Regions from separate parts of the Ovis aries genome. Here region 2 is linked to region 1. Evidence: chromatin contacts called from public Hi-C data. All regions are on one chromosome and are shown on one strand. Each heading gives the region's core, a stretch centred on a gene start, on an enhancer-like site or on the middle of the called end of the contact. The rest is flanking DNA. Distances are from core to core; before and after follow the strand shown.

Evidence for each region. A called contact is a pair of places that touch in the nucleus more often than the background predicts.
Region 2: a Hi-C map of liver shows a contact between it and region 1, with 6 times the contacts expected there. The contact joins the promoter of SFMBT2 here to the enhancer-like site in region 1. A contact is called at or near these places in 3 of 16 Hi-C or Micro-C datasets (hypothalamus, liver and tail adipose tissue).

What each region holds. Positions count from the first base shown.
Region 1 is chr13:11,451,467-11,456,626 of ARS-UI_Ramb_v3.0, forward strand. No RefSeq gene overlaps it. Among named protein-coding and RNA genes, the nearest start is that of PRKCQ, 77 kb to the left of the region's middle. Within about 2 kb of position 2,870, at least 1 of the 54 cell types and tissues checked has an H3K27ac peak or open chromatin away from gene starts, as enhancers often do. A contact at or near this core is called in liver, where this site is marked.
Region 2 is chr13:11,932,120-11,937,279 of ARS-UI_Ramb_v3.0, forward strand. It overlaps SFMBT2 (Scm like with four mbt domains 2), which reads right to left and starts at 3,146. Exons shown (of 21, transcript XM_027976510.2): 1 at 2,990-3,146.

The DNA.
Region 1 (5,160 bases), core at 1,620-4,119:
TGGAAATCAACCCTGAATACTCATTGAAAGGACTGATGCTGAAGCTGCAGTTCCAATACTTTGGCCACTGATGTGAAGAGCTGACTCATTGGAAAAGACTGATGCTGGGAAAGACTGAGGGCGGGAGGAGAAGGGGGCAACAGAGAATGAGAGGGTTGGATGGCATCACTGACTCAATGAACGTGAGATTGAACAAACTCCAGGAGATAGTGAAGGACAGGAAAGGCTGGTGTGCTGTAGTCCATGGGATCTCGAAGAGTTGGACAAGACTCAGCGACTGAACACCACCACCACCCACCCCAAGAATACTGCCGAACAGTAAAAGGGGATTAGCTACTGATACACACAGCATCACGGATGGATCTCAAGGGTATTTATGCCAAATGGAAAATAGAAGACTGAAGGTCACACTCAGTATAATTCTATTTATATAACACTCAAAATGACAAAAATGTAGGGATAAAGGCCAAATTAATGGTCCCTAGGGATTAGGGATGATGTGGGTCAGGGGCGTGTGTCTGACCGTCCAAGCAGGAGGGAGGTCTTCGGGGTGATCTGATTACTCAGAATCTTGATTGTGATGGTGATGTGAATTTATACACCAGATACAACAGCTCAGAATTACACACCCACATTGTTCCAGTGTTAACTTCCTTCTTTGGAAGTTGTTCTAAGGTAATGTATGACGTCACTATTGGAAGCAACTGGATAAAAAATATAGATAACCTCGATATACACTCTTTGCAACTTCCTAGGAATGTTCAATTATCTCAAAATTTTAAAAATTAAAAAAATTTTAATAGATTAGTTATTGTTTAAGAATCAGGCAGTATGTACTTACAGTGTATGCTCTTCTGTATTAAGCTATTAAAAGTATATATTTATGCCTTTATTTGACTGTGTGGGGTCTTTAGTTGAGGCATGTGGGATCTAGTTTTCCCTACCAGGGATTGAATCTGGGCCCCCTTCACTGGGAGCATGGAATCTTTGCCCTGGACCACACATGGAAACCTCTATAAAGTTATTTTTTAATGGTACAAATATTTGTATTTGGGAAGACGGGGAGGGAGGCCCCAAAGAATGGAGCCAGGAGCTTCACCAGGAGCTTACCGTGCCATTCCAGTCTCTGGGTAGAACTTTGCCAGGGGCTACATCTCAGATGAGACTTGCCACGAGGTGACAGAACGGAATAGGGCATCAGCTGCCACAAAGCCTGCCTCACCCTACGTGGGGTGTTGGAGAAAGGAATGGATTCCAGTATTTCCTGGGTGTCAGTGGTCATGGATGCCACCTGGCTGTATTACAGGGTCTAACCAATGACCTCAAGAGCTGCTTTCTCTAGGCCCTTATCCCTTGCTTCCCAGCTCACAGCATTCAACCCAAAAGTGTTTTGGAGGGGAGCTCAGACAAGATCAAAATGAAGCGAGTTGCTGGTGTCCATCTGCCTTTCATCTGATAAAGCACATTTGGAGCACCGGTGGAAGGGGCATGTGAGCTGGGGGTATGCAGAGACCCATCCAGTGCAGCGTCCACTGAGCCTCACCCTTTGTCTGAGGCTCCTTGCGTCTAGAGCAGAACTGGGCTTATCTTCGGGACATTCAAGTGGACCCTTGTGCTCATATAGTTTAAATAAAAAGGTCCCGGTCAGAGGGATGGGGACCGCCATCACTTAGAAAGCAGAGTTGTGTCATCTGTCAATGTCGGGTTGGTAGAGCAGTGAGAATGGTCACTCCAAATCGCTGGTCAGTCAGTCTGGATCTGGAGGGCAAATGAGGTGGAATGAATGAAGCTCCAGGGGTATCTTCCCAAGGGTGTTCCCTAGCCCTTCTTGGCACTTTATCCCGGAGATGGAAAGTGGAGCCTAATGGGGTTTGCGGGCTTTGATTGGGAATTACATTGCTTTCCAGGTAAACACACCTGGAAGGAGAAAGGGAGGCAGAGCAGACAGGACTGGCCCGGCTGTGGCCCATGACAAGACCCCACGGTCGGGTCCACTTCATGTAGGCGTCTGCAGCACAGAGGCCCGGCTGCAAGGTTGAAGAGGCTGGGGACAGTGACATAGCATCCCCCAAAAGGCTTGTCGTGATGGGGTATAACCCCCGGGGAGGCAGGAGTCTGGATGCTTCTGGACTGGCATTTGGAGCGCGAGCCCTGCTCATCTGGAGCGCTGCTCCCGAGTGCTCCCTGGGGAAACTGAGGCAGAAGACCAGTCCTAGGGGTTCCATTTCTATTTCCAGTCCATGTTCTCGTTTAGTGGCAGAGCACATGCAATCAACACTGTCAGGGTCTGAGAAACAAAACCTTACGGGCTTTGCTTACCATCAGTTATCTTGGTTCTTAGCCATTTTTCAGTTTCCCTCCCTTGTGAGAGGGTTTTTTCAACAATATCAAAATGCTTCAGATAGACAGAAACATCAGCAGTCAGAATTCCCATCAAATTCCCTTATTTCTTTCACGCAGTGGAACTCAGCGTCATCATCTAGTATAAAATAAATATGCTGGCCCTGCTGTTTTTGCTAATTATTTCTTCCTTCTACTGCCTGCCCCCTGCTCTAAAGAGGAGAAAGAAATGATTCTGGAAACTCTAATTGGATGGTAGGTTCTTTCCAACCCAGGCCAGAGGTAGTCATTAGTTTCAGAGACTTATGGTTCAATAAAACTATCTGTCGCAATGCAACAAGAAGGCCTTTCTTGCAGGGAACACAATTATTTTTTTTATTCAATCCACGTTCTCTTCCAAAATATCATGTCACTAGAAATAAAAACACTTTCCTGAAACAACAAAAGAAATGGTGGGTATAGCAAGCTTTTTGCCCTGAGATTTTTGTATTCACTCTCACATTACTTAATCGACACACACCCTATTGAGCCAAAAGCCAGAACAAATAGTCCAGAGTCAAATCTCCAATGATCTTATGCCTCCACCAAGTACTGTTTAAAGGTTAGTTCCAAAAATATCAGACACTTTGACAGAAGGCACGTGGGCTAAGTCGTTTCATATATGTCCAACTCTGTGCGACCCTATGGACTGTAGCCTGCCAGGCTCCTCTGTCCATGGGATTCTCCAGGCAAGAATACTGGAGTGGGCTGCCATGCCCTCCTCCAGGGGATCTTCCTAACCCAGGGACTAAACCCATGTCTCATATATCCTGCACTGGCAGGCAGGTTCTTTATCACTATGCACGTAAAACTCCCTCCTCTTCTTATCTGTCATTCTTTGACTTTTTATATTATATTCAAAACTGTTTTTGTTTTGTATTGGGCTATAGCCAGTTAACAGCGTTGTGATATTCTAGGTGAACAGCAAAGAGACTCAGCCATGCATATACATGTATCCATTCTCCCCTAAACTCCGCTCTCACCCAGGCTGCCGCATGACACTGAGCAGAGTTCCACGTGCTGTACAGGTCTTTTGTCGGTTATCCATTTTAAATATGGCAGAGCATACATGTCGATCCCAAACTCCCTAACTATCCCTGCTTCCCATCCTTCCCACTGGCAACCGTAAGTTCATTCTCTACGGAACTCATTATTATCTTGGCTTAGACGCCTGGGAACAGTCAGGATCTGTTTTGTGGCAGAAGAAATAACAGCATAGCACTATAGAATTGGGTGTTCCTGACCTTTGAAGCAGATTTACGAAACAAAGCAAGCAAAAACTGTAAATATTTAACGGCACATGTTGCCAGTTTTTGGAGCGAAAGATGATAAAATCTCTAAGGGGTCATTAGCTTGGGGATGGTCATGACCTTGCAAACTCAGCTCCATCTACTAAGCGACTACTTGGTAAATTTGTACAGAGAGCCTCCATCTGCCCGTATCTGCTCAGTGTCAATTTGATCTTACCGTGGCTATTTTGTATTCTGCTTCCGGGTTTTAAAACTTATTTTTAAAAGCACAAACAACAACAATTGCAACAAATCCCGCTCTTGTTTTTCCTCCCTCTTGTTCCTGCCTGGCACCCACCTCGTTTGGGGGCCCGTCTACCTTGGCAATTTCTGGCACATGTGTGTTATGCTCAGTGCCGGTTTCAGGTCAACAGATGTTGTCGTGAAAAACAAGAACTAGAAAATTAGAAAATCTCACTGCTTTGCAATGCTTATTAGCAGGAAACGGCAGCAATATGGTTTATATTTTTTTAGTAGCGGGTTCTTGTGGGCATTCTGCTCATGGACTGGTGCATTTTTAAGCTTTCTTTTTTTGAATGTGTTATTTTTGTAATGGAAAAATCTTTTAATTTGGAAATCATAATGACCTTTGTATCCACTTCTCTTTAGCCTGTTCTCTGCGATAAAAGTCTGACACAGCATAGGCAAGTATACAGAAAAGCTATGGCCATTAACAACAACAACAAAAAGCTTTCAGAGAAAACGCATTTTCTGAAAAATTTTAGCTCTGCAGTTTTGAAAACATTTCGAAACTCCTCTTTGCTAAACAAAAAATTCTTTGAAAACTGGTTAATGGTCTCAAAACAGTTTCAGACAGATTTACAGAAAAAATATTTGGTTCCTACCCTATAATAATTTCTTTATAAATGAAAAGAGTGAAATGTTCTTTAAATCCAGATTCAAATAATTTCAAAAGCAATTATCATTTTGCTCGGTACAGGGGATGCTTAAGCGTTTAGAAGAAAGCTTGCCCCCAAAACTCATGTAATTGTGCTATCCAACTACGAATTTCTGAAAGTAAGGTGCCAACCATAAAATATGTATGATTTTTCAGTGTGAGGCTAATGTTATATAGAGCAATACAGTGTATGGACCACCTGATATCCAGGTCAGCAAAAATAGCACCCAGTTTACAGAGCCGGCCATGGCCTCTGCCACAGGCATCACCCCCAATCCCACGGGGTGTCTCATTTCGTGATCCGACTCTCATTTGCTCCTGTTGAACTGTAATAAAAGGAAAACAGATTCCTGGCCCTGGGAAAGTATTTCTTGTTTCTTTATCTGCATAATAAAGGGTTTGAGCTAAATTCTTTCCAAGACCCTTACCAGATATAAAATTCTGATGTTCTTATGTCGCAACATATAATCTAGGAATCGCACAAAGATACACATGCTTTGGAATGTTCAGCAAAACCTTGACACAGAAAGTCAGAATATGTGTGTGTGTATAAAATGTATATATATAAAAGTGAAAATGTATTACATATCCGTT
Region 2 (5,160 bases), core at 1,896-4,395, 480 kb after region 1:
CCCCAATTTGGGGAATGCTTGCTCCCAAGCCCTACCCTGGGGACGCCGCAGGGGGCAGACTGTCCGAAGGCGCGGCGACCGTCCAAGTAGGACAGTCGACCCCCTCGATCCTTCCTCGAAGTCCCTGCGAATGCCCAGAGCCCACGTCACTGTGATAACTGCAGACCTGGCCAGCGCTTTTTAATCCTGAGACTTAAAATCTTCCTGGCGCACTAGGCAGACGCGCCATCAGGTTCTCCGGCCCAGGTAAAGTCCCCCGAACCTGCCCCAACCTGGCCCCGGGGATGGCGCGCGGCTGCCGTGTGGCCCCCATCCCCCTGGTCCACCCTGCAGGCTGCGCTGCGCGACCATCGCTCCGCGGCTGCATCCTGGCCACTGGCGACCCCTGTCGGGGACCCCTTCCAGCTAAGGAAACTCCGTTTGCTCGCTTACCCTCGGGCTCCACTTACAAGCTCCGACTCTGCCCTCAAACTCTCAGGCCCTCTGAGGACCCAGAAGTCGGCCTCTCCCCAACACCTCGCCGCCCTCTTCAACCCCAAGGCAACACCCTGGATCGCCTGGAAGGCTCGCCGATCCAACAAGGACGAGGGGCACTTTCTTCCGCGAACGCTCTCCCCATCCCCCACCTTCCCTAGAGCGCAACTCCAAAACCAACTCCGCCGCTCCACCCTACGCTCTGCAGCCAGGGCCGTGCGCCCCCGCCCTTCCGCCAATGTACTTTCACACACCCCAACTCCACCCCACCCACCACGCCCCGGACGCCGCCGCCCCCCACTCCCACTTTCTACCCCACCGCGGCGCAAACTACACGGTGTCCTCCACTAAGTACGGCGCGCCCCCTGCGCGCGCGCGCACACACACACACACACACACACACACACACACACACAACCCCACTGGCGTCTGCAGCCTGATTGCCCCCAAACCCTGGATACTGAGTCCTTTAAGTAAGCGGCACACCGCTGCACCTACCCGGCTTTACCCACACAGGATCCTGCGTACAGAGACAGAAAGAGAACTGGTCTCCTAGAAAGCTGAAATAAATCACTCCCTCTACCCTCACGCATTTTGCACCACGTGTCAGCAGTTTGTCACGTCAAATCAGGGCAGGGTCTGGTTCGGAGACGCACACACGAATCTGGGGCGGATCTCTTGGACACTCCCACCCAACTGCAAACACCGGTATGCCCACTGATTCAAAGGCACGCAGAGCAGTCCTGCTCCGATGCCCTGGTCCGGGCCAGTTGTACCCCTTTCCCCTTTAGCAAAGGAATGGACACACGCAGATTCTAACCACGGAAAAAACTAGGGCAGCTCATTCCTTCTCTTTTTTCCCCTTTAATTCGCTCAAGCAGCTACTAGAGTAGCCAAAGAGAGCTTAAACTAACAGATGGCAACTCCGGTTGGGTTTTTTCCCACCTCAAAATCTTTATTTTCAGTTTTTAAAAGCCACCTTAGCCCGCCATATTGAAACTGGCAAGGCTTCTAAATACTCCTCCGCCGCGGCTTCCAAGAAAACACCAGAACGGAGCGGCTCTGGGCGCGCGTCTGGCCACCGCAAATCAACCACTTCCCTCGGCTAAGGCTCCCTTTCTCCAGCTAATCGTGTCCTGCTTCTCCGGATCAAAAATCCACAAATATATCTAACAGTTCCTACAGCAGTTTTTTGGTGGGTTGTTTTTTTTTTTTTTTTTTTTTGCGGATTTTGCTAATACACACATTTTTAAAAAATAATAAACTCCAAAGCCAGATCAGATTAGTAATTGTGAAAGGAGGTTATATGAGAGTAGACAACAGGAAAGCCCCAAGGGACAGGATGTGACTTTAACGCTGAAGAAAAAAGAAAGAAAAAAAGAACAAAAAGATCATCCATGCCGGAGCACGCTCCGAAACTACTACTGACAAATTCATTTCAGCTACACAGGCAAATGTTTCTAAGGGGGGCGGCGAGTCCAAATATGTCCACGATTTTTAATCCCTTTGATGGCTGGTCTCCAGTCCTAGCCCCACCATCTCCCCCAACCACTACCACCCTGCCACCCCGAACACACACACACCATCTAAAAAAAAAAAAAAAAGGAAGAAAGAGACCCCAACGCGGGGTAGCAAGGGCGGCTGCGTCGCCAAAATGAGCGCACAAATGAGGAAGGTGGGCGGCGGGAGGGGACACTGTGCACCCGGAGAGGAGTACGCTTTCCAACTACGGACAGACTCCCGTGAGGCCGGGCTTTGCGAAGCCGAGGGACCTGGAGGAAGGGGACGAGGGGGAGCAAAAATGACAACCCGGAGCACAGCGCGGAGTTTGGGGATCTGCTCCAGAGCTGTCGCCTTCTCCTCCAGTCCTGCCCTTTCGCTTCTCTCCCACTGCACCCCCTCCTTCGCCCCCCCCCACCCCCACCCCGAGCCCAATCCAGCTTCCCTTTTTCTCGGAGCTGGAAAAGGAGAAGCTGACCGGCGCACTCAACCTGCGGGCCGGAGGTCCCCTCGCGGGGCGGGCTGGGCGCGGGGACAGCGGCCGGCGCGGGGTCCTACCTGGTGAAGTTCGTCCTCCCCGCGGCGTGGACAGAGGCCGGGGCGCCGCCGAGGCGGGGGACGCCGGCCTCACCCGCTCGCTGCGCCTCGCTCGCTCCCCGCCCGCCGCCTCCCTTGCGCGCCCGCTCCGCGGCTCGGACTCCCACTACAGCCTCATTCCAATATGGCATCCTCTCTGTGCGCATGCCCGGCACTCTTTTTTAAGATTATTATTTTGTGTGTGCGCGCAGCGAACTCCTTCAACGACCTTTTCCAAGTGCTTGCGGCACGTCTTAAGCCAATTAGCCAGAGGGACGTTGCACCCCTTCCCCTACCCCCGCTGGGACGCCCCCGCGCCTGGGCTCATCGCCACCCCCCCACACACACACACACACACACTCACATACAAACACCCCACGTTCCCACTGCCCCTCCCCGTCCGACTCCCCTCGCTTTTTCCCTTTAGCTCCCTCCATACCCGATTTGCAGAAAGTTCCCATCACAGGCGCTTTCGCAAATCCATCTGCAGGGAAATCTAGACAAACTCCGCAACTCACGGGGCACTTTCGGTCCTGTCGGTTTACAAGCCCTCCGTGGACTAAATGCACAAACTTGCGCTTTATCCGCGGAATGCTGGTAGCCAGCGGAAAGAAATTCAATCCGCTCCGAGACCCGGGACCCGCCCACTGTGCCCCACCCCGCTCTTAAATTGTGCCTTTTCTATGGAGATTCAAGTATTTTCTGAGGCCTTTAGGGGTGGCGGGAGGGGGCCAGAGAAAGGTTTTTCCTGGGAAACGTGCCCAGAGGAGTCGGAAATTCAATCAGGGCTGTTTGGACTAGCCTTGCCGCTGAGATCGGCAGGACGTAGGTAACGAGGGTCTCCACGGCGTCTCCGGATGTCCAGGTCTGGGGGACAGCGAAGGGCACCTGACCTAGGCTGGCTCTTGGAGGGCGGGAAAAGGATCCTGCCCGAGGAAAGCGTGGCCCTCGGCGACCGAGGGAGTGAACTAGAGACACAGCACCTGCGCGGGGCAGGGTTTCCGTGCGGCGTGTGCGGGTCGGCGTGCACTTTGCCTGGGGCGTTGGGGGTGGGGGGACGACAAAGAGGATCTCCCTGGCCGGAGCGGTGGCAGGACAGAGACCGAAAGGAATGTCCCAGTGAGGAAGTGCTGGTGACGCCCGAGTGGGTCAGACCGAGAACTTCCGAAGGTGGGCTTTGCTGTACTGAGGAGCGAGGAGATCTTGCTGGAGGCTAGAATTTATTTCCACGGGAAATGGAGAGCCAGCACTTTGGGCAGGGTTTTTGCTCTCTTACCACAAGGGGTAAATCTCCCCGCCCCCCCCCCCCGAGTCTTCCAGTTCTGTGTCCATCTCCTTCCTACGGACCTTCTCTCCGAGTCCCTCCCCTGGCCCAGGGGTCGGGAAGCTCTCTCACCCCGGACACTGCTACGCGTTCCCAGCTCCGCCCGCCCTCCCACGCCCGGTCACCCCGGCTAATCTCGAGGACCCCTGTGCTCAGGCCCGTAGGGTCCCCGAAGGATAAGTGGATGCTCCCAAGGGCGAGGGACAGGGCAGGGACCAGGGATGCAGAGAGGAAGTCTAGAGTTTGAGCGCGCGCGGGACCGGCAGGGGTCTTGCCCGCTGGGTCCTCTCCCCGACGGCGGGACCCGAGCTGGTGTAGAAGAGCCACTGGAGGGATGTGCCCGGAAACTCCTCCGGCCAAGCCCTGCGGTCGCGAGTGCCCTTGCACCGAAATGGTGGGTGGAGCTCGGAGATCCTGGGGGACTTCCGCGGCGGTGAGAGCCCTCGTGTTTGCAGCCTGGGCAAGCGGCGTCTCCTCACGTCTTGGTGAACGCTCTACGATAGCTCTTGGAGGGAGCCTTCGTCTTGTCACGCTTTCTGAGTGCCCCTGAGGCTCAACAAAGGAAGGGCAAGCGACTCACAGGTCATACTCCATCCAGAGTCTCCTTCCCAGACCAGCTTCCCGGTCCCCACCTCTTTGGGACATTCGACCTCTTTCAGCTGAAGGTCACCGAAGGCGGAGCATCTCCAACCACACCCGGCCGCCTGCAGCCCCAAAACCGCCTCCCTCGGTGCCCTGAGATGTCTAAGTGAGACCGTGGATGCACAGCGGTTCCGAGGAACCCTAAAGGAGGACTCCAGACGGCCTCGGCTTTACCCCGGGGTCTCTCGACTGCTTGAGCCTTCAGCACACAGTTTGGCCCAGAAGGGGCAGGGTGGGGGGAAGGTCCTGTCCCAAGTGGACTTACAGCGAGGGGAGACCCACCATTCCCCTCGCCGGGATCACCTGCTCCCGCGCCTCGGATGCGCAGAACATCCGCCGCAGAGAGGTCTGAGGCCGGCTCCCCTCCTCCAGCCCGTCCGGCGCCCCCCGCCCCGTGCTGCGCCCTCCGGTGACCGCAGCCCTGATGGGCGCCCGCGGCAGCGCCCCTTCCTCGAGGATCTCAAACCTAGCTGTGGGGCCCGGGTCGGGGAGGGGGCAGAGGATCGCTGCTCTCGCCTGGCCCCCCAGCACTTCCGGGCGACTCCAGTTTACAAAGGGGATGCACTTTTCGTCTCCCAAAAGCAGAGGCGACGTGAGCTGCAGCAGCCATTGCGCCGGCTCTGGGTTTGTTTACCAGTTTCAAG